2 separate regions of the Zea mays genome follow, and region 2 is linked to region 1. The links are chromatin contacts, called in public Hi-C maps. All regions are on one chromosome and are shown on one strand. The core of a region is the stretch at or near the end of the contact, and the rest is flanking DNA. Distances in the headings are between cores, read along the strand shown.

What was found. A called contact is a pair of places that touch in the nucleus more often than the background predicts.
Region 2: a contact with region 1 is called in a Hi-C map of leaf, with 2.4 times the contacts expected there. The contact joins the promoter of LOC100281526 here to the promoter of LOC606453 in region 1. A contact is called at or near these places in 7 of 25 Hi-C or Micro-C datasets (bundle sheath, ear, leaf and 2 more).

What each region holds. Positions count from the first base shown.
Region 1 is chr2:47,812,157-47,815,422 of Zm-B73-REFERENCE-NAM-5.0, forward strand. LOC606453 (translation initiation factor IF-2) reads right to left here and starts at 1,546. Exons shown (of 7, transcript XM_008671126.3): 1 at 1,195-1,546; 2 at 981-1,071; 3 at 816-882. The coding sequence starts at 1,221.
Region 2 is chr2:47,981,519-47,985,120 of Zm-B73-REFERENCE-NAM-5.0, forward strand. It overlaps LOC100281526, which reads right to left and starts at 1,341. Exons shown (of 9, transcript NM_001368024.1): 1 at 1,028-1,341; 2 at 818-911; 3 at 1-119. The coding sequence starts at 1,286.

The sequences.
Region 1 (3,266 bases), core at 296-2,795:
TGAATTGAGTAGTTACCAAGGCAAATAAAATTTTCATTTGTTCAACCATAGTGTTAATCATTGTGATCCACATTTGTTAAAAATCAGAACAGTACCCTATATCATAAACTCAAAGGTCGATCATCAGAGGACAAGAAAAAATATCCATGTTTAAAATTATAAAATATGTCATGTAAGCCAGCTCAAAATACAATCTAGCATCATGTCATGAAGTCCGTATATCCAATCTACCTATAAGCTTTCTCTTTAGACAGATGATAGCTTCAAACCACCCAACAATCTTCATGATCTTACACAACCCAAAGCTCACATCCATGTGCTCATCAGTCACATGTATGGCTTTTAAGAATCAGAAATAAACCAAAATATGAAGCACTATCATCAAATGTTTTCAGTGTTAACAAGTGTGGTGTAATTCACATACTTTTATAGCACAAAATAAGGTATTACTAGTCGCATACAACATGTAAACACAACATCTATATTTTAAGTCAATTATAAAACTTGAACAAAAAAGGAGCTACATGATGAGTATCACACCAACTTAGTTCCTTAATTTGTGGTCACATGAAAGGTCAAACAATATGACATGGGAATTGTTGCATACACAAGTTGCAGCCATCAGACACCACTCAGAAGTTTGGAAGAACAATAAAGCCGAAGTAAATTTCGTCCAAGATGATTTCTGATGTATCTAACACACTTTTACCGATTTCTAATAGAACCAAACTGAAATACATGTGTTGGATGCTTCAGATATGTCTTGTATAGTTTTAGAACATGTATAGTCATGCAAAGCACATAAATAAACGTACCTGATAGTGAAATGGTTAGAGGGCATGCAATTAGCAGAGTATTTGGGCTTATCACTGCCGTAGACCTCTGCAGATTGGAAGCCAAGGCAGATGTAACTCCAAACAATAAATTATGGGAGATTTAACTAAAACATGACAATGAGACCAAGACCATGATCAACTTACGGGACAGATTTCCGATTTTTCCACTGGAGAAAAACTTTTTGAACCCAAGATCCTTTCGGAACGCCAAAGTCACAAGGCCCGTGTGAAAATCCTGCAATACGCAGGCGTCAGCGGAGATGCTACGAGAACTTATTACTGGAAAAATCGAAGGGAAAACTGGACTCCGCACGCGCAAATACTAAGCTCTCGGCTAAAAGTTCCATCTTATTCTTACCTTCCTTCGCATCATCCGCCACGCCATTCCTCTTGCCCCGCCGGCACCGATTGAACTATAGCCCGAGCCCGGAGGCGTCAGATTCAGGCAAGCGAGGGTCACGCTCGTCGGCTTCGTCTGGGGACGACAGGGTATTGGGACCGGCGAGGGACGGAGGCTGAGTATATGTGGCAGGGGCGGCAGCTCGCCGGGGGCTCTGCAGCCTGCGGCGGCTAGGGAAGAACAGGGACGAGGAGAGCGCGCTGGAGCCCTGGACACAGAAAAAAAAACGATCAGGTTCAGGCAACCACATAGGGCCTCTTCCAAAGAAACCCAGTTTTTATCTTTTAGAGCTAGGAGAAGTTAATTTCTTGGTTTTTAATAAACTGAGAATCTAATTTCTATAAACTGAAGTATAAACTAGTATGTTTGGAACCACCTAAGTTTCTATAAATCAGTTTCTTAAAAATGGATGGTTCCAAACAAACCCTAATATGCGAGTAGTCGTTAGGTACAAACGTTAAAGCAGGTATTTTGGCCCATTAGATCTAGATTTAACGGTATGTCTTGTGCAATCATTTATATTGGTGCAAGCGTGCAATCAAACAATCTGGTGCATTTGATCAAGATCCAATGGTGATTGTTATTTTACATTTAACCTCTTCTACTGAAACATGTATCTATTTTACCTTTAACCTCTTCCGTATGAAACCATTGGATCTAAATTGGACGCTCTGGATGTTTTGATTGCACGTTTACACCAAATAAGTGATTGCATTGAATATGTCCTCATATTTAGCACTTAAACCCTTCTACCACCACCTCGTGTAACTTTATAAAAAAACTAATAAATCACAATTGCATCTACGGTTGGATCTAGAACTAACAGATAAAGAGACCTTCTTACACGCTTGCGCCTAATGGTTGCTTGCGCATTAGTCGTTGCCTAGGATCTTCTGCCTGTGAGTTTACTTCTCTAATCACCTTTTGACCGACAAAAGGAAAAACATATTGATTACCTTTGCCTCGAGCTATCCACAATTCATATCATAGTCTCCAAACTCTTACAGAAGCTCAACCATCAGTGATCCAACCTGCTGTTGGGCGGAGGGCTGGCAGGCCCTCAACCAATCGGACGAAGACCATGTTTCCTTCCTAATAGCCTTCGCAGATCCGCGAGCGAAGGGCCCATCAGCAAAGGCATCCTTTGACCTGAGAACGTCGAGGAGGGACTATGTCATACGGAGGCCTTGGATGGCCAGGCAGTCGAAGGATCACAAGCAAAGAGGTCTTCGATCCGGCGGGCAGCAACAAGTCGTCGATGGCCGAGGCCTTCATTTCCTCATCGATTAAAGGATGTGCCCAAGCCAGTCGTGATCAAGGGGAGCAATGACGCGGAGGCCCTCGGGACGAAGGCCACAAGTCGACCATGCACACCTCTGGTGCAATAGAAGACATCGAAAGGGCCCACTTGTCAGTGTAACGTGTGGATGTGTAGTCCAGTGTACACGAATTACTGTACGAACAATGTTGTAATTACCCCGTAGCAGGGGATATTCCCTAGATGTAGTTGGTAGCCAGGGGCAGGGCCGTATTTTGGACCATGTACCACCGAATGGGCCTATAAATACCCCCAGTCTGTTTCATTGTGCATCTGAGCTCTCACCTACTCTCCGAGTGTTTGGGACCACCTGTCAGCTCATCAACGCCCATAGTGCCCAACATTTGACGCCCACCATTGCGCCCACCGTTTGGGACTACATGCATTCTTATTTTCTACCAGAATCCATTAGACCGCGTATAATTGTCATTAATTACCAAAACTCTACTTAGGGGCCTAAATGCTTTCACACCAGGGCTCCAAACCCTTCTTCTGGTGCCTCTAGTAAAGTGGTCTAGTGTACTAGGCCACCAAGCCCTTTTGCAGCCCTCTCTGCGCACACGGCCCAGTGTCCCACTAGACCGGTCAGGTGCGCTAAAGAGCACCAGACTTTGTCCTTTTTCTTTGCTTCTTCTTCAAATTACTTTGCCTGGCTTTTAGCACCTTCCTATGACTTAGATAAACATGATTAGACTTATAATCCAATGAACTA
Region 2 (3,602 bases), core at 91-2,590, 170 kb after region 1:
CAAAAACTATAAACAAGACAATTCCGATGAACTCAACTGCAGAGACAACTCCAAAGGGGCCGTCTACAAGAACAGGGAAAGTCCAGAGCCTGAAACTCAGTGAGCGCAGCTTCCTTTTCCTGGCGCGCAAGTAAAAGTAGAGATGAATACTAGAATAGTGTACATGAACCGGAAGCAGGAGCAGGAAATCTATGTAAAAATTATGCAAGGTTCTGCTCTGAATTCAAAATGTTCATATCATCCTGAACTTGCAGTGTTCGAATCTGAACCTATTGCGCTGTGTTGGTTTTGTAGCCATAAATAGCCTCCAAATAATTGGACTAAACATGCCTAGTCTAGTTCAAGTTATCGAAACCATTCGAGTACTATAATAGATACAGTATAAAATAGTCAACATGTGCGACTCTGAACTTTCAGTGCCAGTTGGTCACCCTCTCAGAAGTAAACTACTGGCCCTGTTTGGGAACAAAGTTTTTGAAAACTACAGTTTTTGAAATACTATACTATACTTTAGTTATGACAATACCGTAGTTTATAATACCGCAGTTTTGAAAACTGAGGTCCAGAGCTAAGTTTAGAATGCCTTAAAACAACTATAGTATTTGCAATACTTCAGTTTTGAAAACAGAGATTTTACCCAGCTTGCCAAACACCATTATGTATATAATACTGCAGTATTTGAGAATACTGCAGTATTCTTCCAAAACTGCAGAAAAACTTTGTTCCCAAGCACCCCTAAACTACTCAAGTTCCCATAATTCTGGAACGAGTCTTCTAAATTCTGAAAACTAGAAGACAAAGGGGGAAAAAAACTTACTCCACCACATGCTCACTCGGGAAGAAGGAGATGTACACATATGCGAGAAGCGCAATGATCAGAATTGGCGCGCTGAAGGTCAGGAAAATACCCCCTGCAAGAATTTACGAACAAGAAGAAAAGGGGGAAAGAATCCCAGTCAATCTAACCTGCGTTAATTTCAGACGGGTGTGAAAAGGAGGAGAGCAAAATTGCTCCACGGGGGCGTACCGGCGATGCCGAACATGGAGTCCCTGGTGAGCCCGACCCACTTCCTGAACACGGCCTGCACGGGCTTGGTCGGGTAGAGGAAGATCCCCGCGGCCCAGGTGAGGAACACCGCCCACATCAGGAACTTGAGCACGGTCCTAGCCAGCGACGGCAGCGCGGCAGCCGACGGCGCCGGCGCCGAGGACGAGTCCTTGGCACCGCAGGCATTGCCGACGCCGGTCTGTCGTTGCTGCAGGAGCGGCTCCCGTTCGTGGGCCATGGCCAGGACCAGGAGAAGGAAAGCGGAAGCGCGAGAGAGAATCTAGGGGCCCGGGAAGCCTGCACTAGCTTGTCTAAGCCCTGCCGCCTTTATACGGCTAGGTATAGGTGCTCGTCTCGTCTCCGACGGCGATGGGGGTGGTCGAGGAGCGCCGAGGGCGCGCAAAGAGATGCCATTGTCAGGTGGTTGCATCGTTGCTGAGCTGAGTGGCGCGGTGCCAGTGAGCCACACAACCAACGTGTGCTTCTGAAGGCTTCGCCCGTGCGATTATGCAAGAACGTTATTCACAGGTGAAAGTTGCGAAAGGAAAAAAAAGGCCCATCATAGATACAAATCTGACACCTAGACTAACGTCACAATCAACCAGCACGTTGCCAGAAAATAAATAAATAACCAAACTAGGTTCCATTTCCTTAGCTTCCTCATACTTGTATGTAGAAAAAACATTGGATGTTTGTTTTAAAAAATAAATGCGGATTTAACAAATATTTTAAAAATAGAAAAATATCCGTAAGACATGATAACCGATGAAAATATGAACCACTCTATATAACGCTTAAAGTTCCAAGAATTTAAGGCCTCGTTTGACAGCGGTCCATGATTCTTTAGCTCCGAGAGCTAATTCTCTAAAATAGTGATTCCAAATAATTATGAAGTAGAAGTGAATCTATTTAGCGAAAACTGTTTGGCAAATTATGTATGAAGTGATTCCTGGGGGGTTGGAGTATGGGGAGCAGGTTAGGAGCAGCGGGAAGCGGGTTTTTTTTGCTCCCACTCTCTTGTACAAAATGGTGACTATATTCACTTCACTCTCACCATAGAGCAACTCAGTTTTTAGCGGTTTAGCTTCCTAGAAGTGATTCTCGCTAGGAACAGAGCAGTGGGAGCTCTGTCAAACGCCCCCTAATGGTCTAGGCTGATTTTAACATCGGTAGAAAGTAGAAACCAACTAATGGTGTGGGTGTGCCGCTGGTCGGTACTAATTAGTGTAGCTCTAATGTGGATCAGTTCGGTCGATCTATTGGTACGCCTATCAATCGATCGGTCTAGTTAGTATCGATTGCAGTTAGTATTGACTAGAACTACCTCATGATTAGTTCATGCTATTTTAACCATTTGAAGTTCATTTTTTTTAAAAAAGCTAAAAATCACAGAATCCACTCTATAAATAGATGTGGATGTTTGAGTTCATTTACACCTCACTCTCCAATTCGCTTATCTTCCTTTAACCTTCCACTCTCTATTTAATATGGATCTTAGGTAGAGTCCAAACTTTGAAACCTTCACCTACTTGCTCAACAACCAATTTCCACAATGTCCTCACACCTCTACCGATGTGGGACATGTCTTCTTCGATGACCTTGGGAGGATGTTTCTACCTGTACCTGTTACCTGAGTCCACAACCTCTATTTTTATATCATATTCTTCTATGTATCCCTTCTGACATTACATGGATGCTCCTCATCCTCCCAATAAAAATTCTACCATCGGCATTTCTCCTCTCCTACTGAAGATTCTACCATCGATGCTTCTCCTCCATCACATTTCACTTATCCATACTCGTATAGATACCCATATGATGCTCCTCTATATGGATTGTATGGTGCTCCTCCCTCGTTCTCTCCCCTGTTTGGTGCTTCTCCCCCATACAATGCTCATCCTTCAATTCATCCTTTTGCATGCACAATAGTGCCCCAACCAGAGACAACGATGCCGCTCTGAACCAGTCTGCTTACTCCGGTGCTTATCAGTTCCAATGGCAAATGGATTAAACAAAGACAGAGGACAAAGACAAAGCAGAAAATGTTGGTAAGTATACATATATATATATATGTATATATTTTATAAATTTGACATATTATTTTAGATCAACAATATTTTTTAAGTTCATATATTTATAGGTCCACATGTGGCTACTGCACTATATCGTCCCTATTGATGGCAATGACAAGAAGGGATCAACCTTTTAGGGCCAAATAACTAGCCCCTATAACTCCACCACATAAAGTCATCATCACCGTGCCCCCAAGGAGCTGAAATATCAATGGTCCACGAACAATAAAAGGATAACCATCTTCAATGATATCTACAACCGCTTTTACGTGGCTCGGTCGATTGGAGCAGAAGACGCTATGTTACTTGAAGCGGCTAAGAAGAGCTTCTGTAACAAGCCTAACAAAACTAATTTCAAGCTGGACATATGTGGCGCGCTCTTTGTCGTCAGCATAAGTGAAAGAGAAATGTGCCCTTGGGGCATTTCCAGTTGTTTTGGTGATTAAATACTCAACACATCACTATAAACTAACTCTCCTCTT